2 separate regions of the Danio rerio genome follow, and region 1 is linked to region 2. Evidence: chromatin contacts called from public Micro-C data. All regions are on one chromosome and are shown on one strand. Each heading gives the region's core, a stretch centred on a gene start, on an enhancer-like site or on the middle of the called end of the contact. The rest is flanking DNA. Distances are from core to core; before and after follow the strand shown.

Region 1 (6,665 bases), core at 3,917-6,416, 220 kb after region 2:
GGCCCGAAATTGAGTGTGTGTAAATGTGAGAGTGTATGGGTGTTTTCCAGGACTGAGATGTAGCTGGAAGAGTATTTGCTGCTTAAAACATATGCCAGAATAGTTGGAGGTTCATTCCGCTGTGGTGATCCCTGATAAATAATGAACTTGAATGAATGAATGAATGTTTATGATACATGTTTTCACATTCTGATTCAAATACCTAATTATTAAATTGTTAAAATGACTATAATTAAATGAAATATTCTTAAGAATAAAATATTTTGTGTTCTTTGGTAGAGTGCGCTTTATACACTATTATAGTTATAATTTTGGTGCTATATTTCGTCCCACGAAGAATAAACATCATGACAAGCCTAACTAACAGTGCTGGAAACCATTAACATGAATTGTATGAATGACTACAAGGAAAAATGTTTCATTTATAAACTGACTTTAAATAGTGAAGAATTAGGCATCATACTGAAGTGTAAATTTAAACAAATCTTTGGTAAACTATCCCTTTAAGCCATCAGCAACAAAATGATGTTCTGCATAACCTGAAACACAGATTATCCTAATAATATTCAAGCTCATTTATAAATGCTATTTTAAAATACAAAGACACAGTGGCCCTTTCTTCTCTCTGCATGCACATGAAAGTCGCCGTTGCCAAATAACCAACCTTTCACCAAACAGTCTGTTTGTGCATAGGTGTGTTGGTGTGCGAGTGGGTGGTGTGAAATTCAAAGCATATTAATGTGAGCATGTTCTCTGGAGAGCTATTAACAAGTCTATAATTAATGTTGTAAACTCTGTAGGGTTTAGGGGCTGTGAAGGGGACCCAGGGGCCGATGGCTAAGTGAGTGTACTCAAAGGCCATCCATCTCCAGCGACCGGATACTTTCTCTGTGGTGGAAGAGCACTTCACAGGAAGCTCCAGGCCTTTATTAGCCGTCTTCACCGTTCCCTCTGGTTATGTGTGAGACTAGATTTAACTATTCATAAGTCAATACAGGGAAGGTGAGTATAATTGGAAATCCACACACGATCATCTTTTTACATTTGCATATTGATTCAAATAAGGTGCTTTTGGCCTAATAGTCGGCTATAATTGTGTATGTATGATTGTAGTGTCATCTCTGATGTTTGACAGCACAGCGAGCGTCTGAAATAGCTGTGATTCTGAAGTACGAAAGCCCCTTCAGCCAACTGACTTAATGAAAATTAAATGAGTGGATTAGGCGGTTAATTGCCCGGCACTTGGACATGGATTGACATCTACGTAACAATGAACTGATGGTACTTTAAGGATTGGTGGCGTTTAATTTAAATTCAGTCGCGTTTTCCCCTCATTCTTTTCTTTAAATGATCACGGCACAGACTGCAGTCTCTAGATATGACTTTCTGCTTTCCGTGAATTATCCCTCAAGCTTCTCTTTTCATGGCATCTGGGTTAAAGGGTTTACCAGTTCTCCGTTTTCTGGGGACTTTATGTTATTTAGCAAAATTGGTGTCAGGTCACATTGAACAGGGGGTGAAGAGGCACGTCCCTTAAATCCAGAAACTACACAGAGCCATAAAAGACGGCGTTTATTGGGAGCACACACATCCCATTACATTTCTCATTAATTACCAGATGACAAAGCAGCCTCTTGCATATCAGCCTGTGGTGTAAATGGAAAAAAGCGCACGTTAATTTTTCTAATGATTATGCAAATGATCGCCAAGCAGACGAAGGTTATCACGTCCGCACGCAAGGCAGTAATTACCGCCTCCAGGGATAAGCACGAGACAGAATCATTAAGCAGAAGAGTTCAGAGTAATGCAGCAAAGCATTTAAAACACCACCTTAACAATCAAACAGAACGTAAGTGGTCAGTCTAAAATGCTTGACGATTATGGCTGTGTAGTTTGGTTAAAACAAAAGAAAATAATACTTTTGCTCATTGTTTGCTTTATGAGATGATAACCGGTTTAAAGATTTACTGCGGTTTGGAAAAGTCAAGGTTTTAAAACCGCAACATTTACTGTTCCTAAGGAATATGTTAGGGTTTTTTTAATGTGTTTTTAAGAAATATGTGCTTTTTTAAACTAATTAATTATTTAAATTCTTTCACCTGACATGATTACTGTTCCAAAATATTAAAAATATTTCCTAAAATAAACATATATTGTGTTAAATGGGGATGAAAGTTGTTGTTTTTTACCCAGACATTTAAAAAGAGCTTATTTTAGAGCAGTAATCACAACACCGTGATACTGTGAGGCCGCAATATTTTTATCCAACGTTACAATACTGTCAAAAACTTATATCTGCCCATGCCTATACCTTGCTTATCATTAAAACTGTAATTTTTAAGGCCGAATTTGAAGATACAACACTAAGAATAGTGTGATTTATTTCACAACAGAACTTAATCAGAGTTACAAAATAATGCTGAGCATTGGGCTGAGGCTCATTATGAGTAAATAGATGTGATAGTGTTTTTATAATGAAGAGCTTAATTTTGTAAATGAGTAAAAACAGAGCCATAAATTTGTCCACTGCTCACACAAATTAAGATCTGCAAGATGACTTGTTGTCATTGCCAGTACTGAATTATAGATAGCATTGCTACAATCACAATAAAACAGCAGGACTTCTTTGGCATTCAGTACTTATGGTCAGATCCTGTGATGTCCTATTTTTAGTCCCTGTTGCATTCATATTTTAGTAAATCCACACCAGCAGAGTATGTTTGGAAGTGGACCGAGACTCTTTCAGTGCATGGTCTTGGTCTGCCTGTTTGATGTGCACCAAGATTTGAATGGCAGCGTTCACACTTATGAATCAAATCAAAACATGCTTCTAATCTGAAATGTTTTTCCTCTATTACTACGACTTGCTTGGTTTGGGTCTTGTGGAGCTGCGCATCGATGGATTTTCTTTTTTTAAACCACACTGAATTGAACTAAACTGAATTTAAACTCTGAAAACTGGACTGACAATATTTTAATTTACTACACTTTCTATTTTAAGCTGCTTTGACACAATCAACATTGTAAAAGCGCTATAGAAATAAAGATGAGTTGCCATGAATTTGTACTGGAGTCCAGCAAGTAAGAGCAAGTCACTCCACAAATCTCAATAGAAGCACTGCAGACAGTGGGGGCTGCAGACTTTAGTGTCCTTATTAATGCACATTACACACATTCTAAATTCACATTTCCCCAGACAAATAAATCACAAATTTAAGATTCCATTACATTACATTTCCCCCTCATTTATCATTTCACTTAAAGAGAAAGCTTTCCCAAAACTAAAAAATTATTATGTCATTTCCTTACGCTCATTTTGTTCCAAACATGTATGATTTGTAAAACAAAGTGACCACTAGGCATGGGACGATAAACGTTTCAAGGTATATCTTAGTTTAGAAAAGTCAAAGTTTTATAACCATCAAAATTTTCTGCAATATTGTTCCTAAGGTATGTTTACGATTTTTTATCTACTTTTTTGTTGCTTTTTTCGAGCAGCAAAGATCTCCAAAGATGCTGTTTTAAATTGTAAAAACAAATCTAAATAAATGAAGGCAGCAGAAGTCAATTATTAATTTTCATTATTTAGCCTGGCATGTTACTCTTTTAAAATATTTGAAATGTTTCTCAAAATAAAACATATTGTGTTCAAAAGGGAATTTTTTTGCTTTTACACAAACATTTAGAAAGAATATATTTCTGAGCAGTAATCACAATATGGTGAAACTGTGATATTTTTATCCAAGGTACTGTAATCATACCGTCAGAATCTTATACAGGCCCATATACCTTGTGACCACTGAAGCCCACTTTATTTTACAAAATTAATTATTTCATGTTCCACAGAAGAAACAAATTGGTTCCAGTGTTCTGCCGATTCGCCCTATCTTGTCAGATTGTCCTACCTCCCATTCAAAAAGTAGGTAGCACATTTTGACGATGCAATATGCTACTCATCAGTTTTAGCTACCAGTGTAAGTTTTAATGTGCAGTAGTGTGATATGAAACTGTAATATCGCCACCCTAACCTACCTAATTCCTAACCCCAACCTCAGAACCATTCAAATACAGTGCTGGTATTAAAATCTAATGGGTGGTATAAAATGTCAGGACACCTGTTTGCAATCGACCTGTTTGTAATAGAGGCAGGTTATATATGATCGAAGTAAATAATTACATATTTTTCAATATTATTTATGTCAATATTATTCAAAGTATCTGCTTAAAAATGAAACATTAATCTCAAAACAACAAAAACAACATGCTCAAGGCTGTGGACGACCAGACAAGTTACACAAAATATAAGCTTAAACAGATTAAGAGCACAACTGCTAGTTTTACCCTGAGCTTGTAAAGTGCTTCTGCTGAAGCATTAATCTCACATTGATAATGAAAGAGAACAGCCATGCAACAGGTGATTAAATTAAGCGAGATCACTGCAGTACTGTGTTCTGTGACTATAAGCACTTGTTGTTATTGGATTTGTTTAATCAAGCGAATAATAAAGTTGGCTGCCTCACACTAAACAACAATTCTCCATAATAAGAATTGGCCGGTCTCTTAGCGAAAACCCTGAGAGCCTTTGAAGCACTTGAGCATGTTATCAGCTGAGGGTTGTGCAGAGCTGATCTAATGCGGAACAGCCTCTCCAAAAGCCGTGAACACTGAAGACACGCTGCATGGAGCGCAAGACCACCTTCCAACCAGTCGTAAACTTGAATGTGTATATACAGCCAGTACATACAAGCATACATCAACGAAAATATTCAGATTAAAATATAGATACAAAAACATAGTTAAAAGCTTAAAATACCAGTCAAATATTATGGCGTGTTTTCCAAACGACGTGAAAATATGCAATAAAAAATATATAATGTTAATTAATGCCATTTAATCCTTATTTGCTAGTATTGAAACAAAGATAGTGATACAGTGGCTGTTCTCCAACACATGCACAAACTGCAGTCTGTCACCAAACCATGCGCTTCGAGTCTGTGCAAAATAGCACGATAAAACTTTCCATAATAAGCTTCTCGTGCTAATTATTACCTTATTTTGTCGTCCAGCACCTGCGAATCTCCCAAAGTCTTGAAAGTTCAGTCAGAAGATGAGCTCGACGCGCTCCTCAGTCGCGTTATTGTGCCAGCGGTTAGTTTAGGTTTCGGACAGATGCTCCTCTCCTCGCGCGAGTATCTCCATTGGCTCAGCAGCATCACTCATTTCGCCCTCCCCTGAACGCTCACACGCGCTGTCTGCATGCTGGAGGTTTTGTTTTTTTTTCTCCCTAAAACCCTGTTACTTTGACTAGAACTACAAAGTGAACAATTGAAAAATCAAAGCACAGATTTAGGGCGTATGGAGTTCATGGGATGAAGTCTTTGCAGTGTCTTAGACTTGCATGCTACTAAAACATATTTATTGACGTCTTATTTGTTGATCTGTTAAACAATACGAATTTAATCGTGCTTTAATTGCGCGCTACTCTTATTGTCGCAATGTCAGTGGAAATCGCTTGTTCTCACATAAAAAAAAAACATTAAAATGCGTGAAATGAAATGCAGAAATGAAGTTGCGATCTTCCCTGAATCCTCCAGTGCCTCTCCTGCTCCGACTATTAGAAGAAATGACACGGGTTATGGGAAACGGTGAGTGACAAAACCTCACTAATGAAGTGCATCGACGCAAGCTGGCATTTTGAAACACTACTGCCCCCTTTTGGTATTAAGTAATATTGTCGCATTTCAGCAACAGTAGGGAAGGGGTGCCCAAACTTTTTCTCATAGGACCAAAAAACAAATATCATCGAGAGACATATGTCATTTCCTAATTTATTTAATAAAATTTTTAAATAAATAGAAAACATGACTTGGTGGAACATGACAGTATGTAATGCAGTATAACTGTTTAAATGATAATTTATTGCAATTAAATACAAAAACAATCACATTTATAACACAGTGGAGTTCAATGCTGAATACACAAGCAGAATCTGCCTTTAGTGACAGTATCTACATTTTAAAAATCTGATTAAATGGCAACATTTGAATTAAAACATTTAACTTCACTTAGCTTTTTTGTAGCTTTACAATACAACGAACAAATAAAAGATTAATTTAAATTTGAAATGTCAATCTCTAAACCATCCCCATCATTCTCCACCTCTTCTCAGATGGGATGGCGAGCCCAATCAAAGGTTACCATGGGCCAACTTTGGCCCGCGGGCCCTTGGGCATCTCTGATCTAGGGTGTTATGTAAAACAAATTTGTGTAAAAAAAATTTTTTTACACAATTTTTTTAATTAGCTAAAAAAAAGCATAACCTTTATAACATATATGCAAATAATGTTTTATCATTGACATTTTGATTTTAAAGGTTAGCTGACTAGCATGGTGCCACCGTTTTTATTCTAATTTTCAAACACATTGTTATTTTTCAATTTGTTGTAATAAAGAAAATCAGGATGATTCCATCAAATATATGTTTATTTTCTCTTCTGACGTAAAAACATATTATGGATAAAAATACATAAAGTATATTTACATTTACACACATTTACGTATAGATTTAAAAAAGAATAGCCTACGTTTCCACCTATAGTTCAGATCTGAACAATTAACACATGATCACTTTCTGCAAATAAATGATTTAAATGAAAATAATCTTA
Region 2 (7,159 bases), core at 2,301-4,800:
TTTTATAATTATGTTAATGACTTACTTTTTTTTAAAGTCAACTAATCCATTCTTACAGACTATTTTAGCACTTATGTAAAAAAAAAAAAAAAAAAAAAAAAAAAACTACTATAATTATCACAATATTACGTACTTGGTGCTTCATTGAGTCTATAAAATCTACAATTATAGGCTGTATTGAATTTAGAAGACACGCTGGAGAGCAGATTTGGAAAAAGTAAATAGTTTACAATGAGTTTACATACATTATTTTCGTAAAGTCAACTTGTTGATTTTAAGTTTTGGTTTACTCACTTTAAGTAACTAATCAAATTTTAAACTGTATGCTCTACAACATAAATTGCACAGATATAACCACATATAACGATAAGTAGAATGCTGATACAGTTTAGTGTGCACCGTTTTTCACCACCAACATTTTAGGTTGAAAATCTCACTATAAAACCCTACAGAAAAATCTCAAATAAAGTTTTGATGTCTTTCACAGAGCAAGACAATTCACAAACCTGTTTTAAACATAATAATGTTGCTCAGTTTCATTTATTACCTCAGGTTACAGCAAATAGTTCATTATATAATGACTGAAGGAATCTGTTGGAGAAAGTATGGCATCCTGTTATCAATATAAGGCCACAATGTCAATAGTTCTGCAATGAGGTTGTATTACCTCGAGGAAATGGGATTACACATGTGATATTAAAGAATAAAAATGCAAAACAGTACACTGACGGTATATAAGATTTTTTCATGACGGTATATAAGATGATAATCTCTTTATGTGCAGTGGAGAAGTGTCTGACTTGTGGGTGTTCACAGTGCATCGTTCTTCACTATAAAAATACATTTTGGAATAAACAAGAAAGTAGCATCGGTCACATTAAGGACGCATTAGTTAATGTATTTACTAACATGAACTAAAAATGAACAATACTTGAACAGCATTTATTAATCATAGCATTTTTAAAATCTTGTTAACATTAGTTAATGCACCAAAAGTTAAACTATAAATGACTTTATTTTCATTAATCAATGTTAACAAATGATGAAAAAAAAACTATAATAATTTGTCACCTTAGAATTATAAGGTTCTATCTGAAATTTTGTCAAAATAGACTTATTGACATGCTCTTATTAAATGACTTTGTGTGTGTGCGCTCTCTTCTCCTGCCTGCTCTTTCTGTTCTCCTTAAGAAGAGTGTCTCTCCAGCCCAATCACTAGAATAAACAGATGTTATTTATTATTTCTGATTGGCCTGCTGATTAGCCGCCAGGCTCTGAGCATGCTCTCCCCCCTCATTGGGTTTTCGATCATTCTATACCTCTCCACACACACATAATGTTTGCTATATGGAATTTAAAAACTTTGAAGCTCAATATCTCAAAATGATCAGATAGAACCTTATAATTCCAAGGTGACGAATTGTATTTTCCCCTATTTATTTCATGTTAGTAGATACAGCCACTATTATTATCTCATAAACCCTATTGTGAAGTGTAACATTATTTTAGTCTTGCTATACACTCAGAAATAAAGGTATGCATGCTGTTACTGAGGAGGTACCTTTTCAAAATGTACACATTTATACGTAAAGGGTCCATATTGGTACCTCAAAAGTATATATTCATTCACTCATTCATTTTCTTTTCAGCTTAGTCCCTTTATTAATCTGAGGTTGCCACAGGGGAATGAACCGCTAATTTATCCAACATATGTTTTACGCAGTGGATGCCCTTCCAGCTGCAACCCGTCACTGGAAAACACCCATACACACTCATTCACACACATACCCAACAAACAATTTAGCTAAACCAATTTACCAACAGCGCATGTCTTTGGACTTGTAGGGGAAACCGGAGCAGCCGGAGGAAACCAACGCAAACATGGGGAGAACATGCAAACTCCACACAGAAATGCCAACTGACCCAACCGAGGCTTGAACCAGCGATCTTGATGTGAGATGAGAGTGCTGTGCTACCCACTGCACCACTGTGCTGCCCAACGTATATATTAGCTAAATATTTAACCTAAAAATTTTAAGAGGAACACTTTTGTACTTTTAAGGTAGTATGTACCCTTGAGGTATTAATACTGTATGTTCATTTTAGGTACAAATTTGTACCTTTTGAAAAGGTATCACCCCAGTGACAGCATGCATACCTTCATTTCTAAGAATGTACTATTATATTCAAGTCACTCTCTGCAATAACTTAATTAACGTAATTATTTGTGAAATTTACTAAATTGTTTAAAAATTGTTATTCCATTTTTTTTTAAAATTAGTTTGTTAGTTGGTAACACAGCCACAAAAGGCTGTCCGTTTTGTCAGTCCATGATATTTAAAGACCTTTTCCAAAGTGCTGACTGCATATTTCATGAGGATAAGCTTCTCTGGCCTAGAGCGATCCAGGCCACTCATTGCACAATAATTAATAATCTTATTGGATTAATACAGGATGCAATAACAAATATGGAAAACAAGAATACAACACAAATTACACACACATTTGTGATGTAAAATAGTCTAAAAGCTATGTTTCCTCATATTTGTAGCCTATTCAGTTTTTGTGCATTGCACCAGATAACAAATCTTTGTAATTACAAATCATTTACATCTTAAAACAATTTAGTACTTTCAGAGTCGTAACAGCTCCAAATGAGGCAGTAATCAAGAAAGACTGATTGAGAAATGAGCGCTGCAGTGTTGTTCACTTTAAATAAGCTTATTACGATTACAAGTCATAAGTGGATTTTAATATCTACTGTTTTAATAAACTGCTGAACTGTGTTGATTTTTATCTGCAACATTTAAAAATGATTTATCTCTGTTTTAATCTGGTACACTAAATCGGTTAGCCGGAATAGTTGGCGGTTTATTCTGCTGTGGTTACCCCTGTTAATCAGGGACTAAGTTGACAGAAAATGAATGAATAATAATAATAATAATGATAACGGGACGTCACAGTGGCACAATGGGTAGCACGATTGCGTCACAGCAAGAAGGTCACTGGTTCAAGCCCTTCTTGGGTAAGTTGCCATTTCTGTGTGGAGTTTGCATGTTCTCAGTGTTTGCGTGAGTTTCCTTTGGATGCTCTGGTCTCCCCCACAGTCCAAAGACATGCACTATAGGTGAATTGAATAAACTTGGTCGTAGTGTATGTTTGTGAATGAGAGTGTATGGGTGTTTCCCAGTGATTGGTTGCAGCTGGAAGGGCATCCGCAGCATAAAACATATGCTGGATAAGTTGGCAGTTCATTCCACTCTAGCGACCCCAGATTAATAAAGGCACTAAGCCGAAAAGAAATGAATAAGAATGAATAAGACGAAATACTAGCAGATGCCCCTGGGTGTCAGTGTTACAAAGGCTACCGTTTTGTACTGTAATTGGTTGATCATTTTCTTTTCAGCCTATATCTAAAATACCAAACGGTGACTGATTTACACACAAAATATCATTTATAATCGTTTGGATTAAAGAGTGTACAGTCAGAAGGACTTGTGAGTATCTAACACAGGTTAATGCGATTACCAAGCTAAGAGTACCTCAGAATGATACAGTTCTCCGCATTAGTCAGCAAACTGACCGCGGGTGTCAACGTTATGCAATCAAAACGACTCCATGAGGACAGCTATTCATTGGCCCTGAATTAAGATTAACGTCTGATCCAGTTGCCAGGGCAGAGAATAAACATCTCCTCTGTCTTTCATCTTACCTCCACAAGCCCCTCTCCCAAAACACACAGCAGGGAACCCGGAGTAATATTCTTCGCAGTACATCTCGTCCCTTTAATCAGAATGAGTAATAATGAAGCACATATACACACTGCGGGGAAATTAAAGAGCAGAAATCAGGATAAGTACAGACCGCTGCTGTTTAATTAGAGTATCAGCAGTTACCTGCATGCGCTCGGATTCAAGGGCTTATTATTAAAGTATTTTACAGTTTACTGTTAATTATTTTTTGATGCAAATTAATGAATTATTTGGCTACGTCCTTCATCTAATTAGGTGCACAGCTGGTTAGAAGTAAAACGGCTTTATGTTAGGTAACTGAGGAGGATATTAGAGAAAAAAACAAAATCATGGTGTCATTTTAGACGATTGGCAGACCAGAAAGTCGTAAATCAGCCTCTAACAGGCAGGAGAGAAACAAGAGATCTTTAATCCCTGTCTTGCCAAGAGTTTGTGACATTTGAAGATTTTCTGCTTCTGTACTTCATCCAAAATAAATGGAGGTGACATTTTTGGAGATTTATTCATTCATCTTTGTTCAGTTAAAAAAACAACCACAACTTATCCCTCAGATCAATTTATTTCAATTGTTTAGTGTCACTTGGAGACTATCTATCTATCTATCTATCTATCTATCTATCTATCTATCTATCTATCTATCTATCTATCTATCTATCTATCTATCTATCTATCTATCTATCTATCTATCTATCTATCTATCTATCTATCTATCTATCTATCTATCTATCTATCTATCTATCTATCAAAAGATGGTGATAAATAAAACAAATTCCCGGCCTCTATTTATTATTTTGATTAAGCTAGAAATACTTCTCTGTTTTTGTTCAATGCACTTCTGCACAAATCCTCACATTGTAACAAGTGCAGTAGACACAATGTAGACAAGATGTACTGCCGGCAGCTTCAATAATTATAATGACCTTTGCAAGATAGTCATGAAATCATTCATGAAACTATTGAATTTAGAACCCTTTTTTTTAGGAGATTTAAAAAGATTTTAAAAGTGTTTGTATGTAATGTCTTAAGTAATGAAATGAGGGCTATTAGTTTTAAATGGAATGACTATTCAGCATTCACAAGTTTAGTTTATTTTGACTGACATGACATAAGCAAATGGTAATGTTATAAAACAGCAGAGAGTTGTATGAAAGCAGCTGATGCATGTTCAAAAGCATTTTCTATTTGTTGAAAGGAATGAGAAACTGCTACTAGATGTGCACAAATGACTAATTGTTTTGAGAAATGCATTAACTGTTGTGCAAATGTAAATAGTGTTGAGAGAAATGCTCCAAAGTGACTAAGAAAAACTGTGAATAACTGCAGCAAAGTATTAGAGGTAAACGTAAAGGGGTTATTCCATTTGTACTGTTTCTCAATGTGCGTTCTTCAGCGGTCTTGCGTTCTCGTGCAACGTCATCATCAGCTGCCCAAGTTCAGTTCCAATAGATCAATTACCAACCTACGTCACACGGGTCCCCGGTTGTAAAAAAAGGACGGGCTGCAATGGGAAAAATGTTGTTTTGTGCAGTAGGATGCCAAATTCGAGTCCAAAAATAGAAAACTTAACTTTTACCATACACCACACACTGCTTTAATACTGACTGCAGACGTCTTTGGCTAAATGGGAGCTGAATGACGTTTGGAGCAAATTAGAAATGCTGGACTCTGCAGTTCTCATGTCATATCAGGTAAGTTCACGCTTTGCTGAATCATACACATCACTCATTTTGATTGCAGAAATGATTTCAGCAAAAACAGTTACATATGGTGAATTAAATTGCGGACACTGAATGCTAAGTATGAAACGTGAAAGTTAGCTACGTTTATTAAGGTAAAGTTGGTTTTATATTCACAAATTCATTCAGTTACAACTTGTGACACACTCCCTATATTGTTTACCACTGCACTTTTAATATTTGGTCTGAAATAACCTGCAAGTGTGACAGTTTATTTGACTGTGAACATGTTGTACTTCGATAGTCATTGGCTGCTAATAAGATTTCGCTATTTAGAGTTTGCAAATAATACTTTAATGAAATTATATTGTTAAGGAGAAAGTCCGAATGTGCGAATATAAAACCGACTTTACCTCGTTCACGTATCCTGCCGTACAGGTGCAGTTCGCTGTCAGAATGCAGTCGTTTACTTGTTGGTGATTAATTACCCAGGTCTTGTATAACATTAACTCCGTCTTCTTTCCTTGTCTTTGGCTAAGCAGAATATCGGTTTTTAGCTCTACATAGTGTTGAATCTGGTCATCATGGAGCATTATTTCTTGCACATGACCACACAGAACATTTTTGTTGGGATCCAAAGACTTGTAGACCTTTAACTTCTCTCTTGTAAAATCACTTGGAGCTTCAATGAGATTGTATATTTGGAGCTGGATGCTTAGTCATTTCGTCTTATCCAATATCCATTGGGTGGGTGCTATCGCCAATGGACCTGTCAGATGAACGCCGCTCACTTTAACGTTAATTTTGCCGAATCACTGTGCTTATCACTGGGCGATGAGCTGTTATATGCTGAAAGCATTGTGTAAATAATATATATAATGTGTAATCAATATATCTTATTTCTAAGACAACAACAAACTCTGCACCGCATCTGATGTCATTCCCTCGCTGTAAATGCTAGCGCTCCCGTTTTTTTCTGCCACCTCCCTGCGCGCGCATCCTAAATGTTTACAAACATGGTAATTGGTCTATACTCAGGACCGCAAGTAGGACGCGTGAAACTTCCCGGATGTGATCTTGATATCTAGGACGCACTGATGCAGACTTGAGCACCGAACTCGCCCTGGAAGTCCCAGAAGTCATTGCGACTGGAGGTGGGAAGCGCAGCATTTTATTTAGATTTATTATTAAAGTTCAGAGATATAAATTATTTACCTCAGGAGTTTCCCTAAATGAAACAGTGAAAATAAACATTAACATGAATATCTTAATAAAGGAATAAACACATTAAGGGTTGTTTGTTTGCTGAAATTCGTATTAAAATTTGTTTTATTTATATTGTGCAGGGTATATTTATAATGTTTTAATGCAAAGTATATATTTTGAAAAGGGGGGAAACAATAAATCGTTGTATGAGTGCTGTAATGTTTAAATAATTTCCATTTAAAACGCGTGAAGGTCACGTGACCATCAGGAAGAACGCAGCATCCCATTTCTCAAAGGACACATTCTCTGCCCTCGCGGTCTCCTGAGTTCGTTCTTCTGAAGTTCCGAGGACACTTGGCAAGACCGGTCTCCACAAGAACGCAAGTCCGTTCTCTGCGTTCTTGGAATTGAGAAACAGCCACAAGTAAGACTATCAGATTACATCTGATATTTTTCCTATCCTCTTTGATTCCTTTTAAATACTTTCGGTATAGGGTCCCTTTGGCAAGGACCAACAGATTTAAT

Evidence for each region. Hi-C and Micro-C count contacts between places; a contact is called where the count stands out from the background.
Region 1: a Micro-C map of caudal fin shows a contact between it and region 2, with 6 times the contacts expected there. The contact joins the promoter of klhdc8b here to the enhancer-like site in region 2. A contact is called at or near these places in 7 of 18 Hi-C or Micro-C datasets (caudal fin, embryo, hematopoietic stem cells and 2 more) and 1 of 4 datasets of contacts at active chromatin or transcription factors (caudal fin).

Annotation. Positions count from the first base shown.
Region 1 is chr23:22,360,006-22,366,670 of GRCz12tu, forward strand. It overlaps klhdc8b (kelch domain containing 8B), which reads right to left and starts at 5,167. Exons shown (of 6, transcript XM_073938798.1): 1 at 5,050-5,167.
Region 2 is chr23:22,136,726-22,143,884 of GRCz12tu, forward strand. No RefSeq gene overlaps it. Among named protein-coding and RNA genes, the nearest start is that of guca1b, 6.0 kb to the left of the region's middle. Within about 2 kb of position 3,551, at least 5 of the 62 cell types and tissues checked have an H3K27ac peak or open chromatin away from gene starts, as enhancers often do.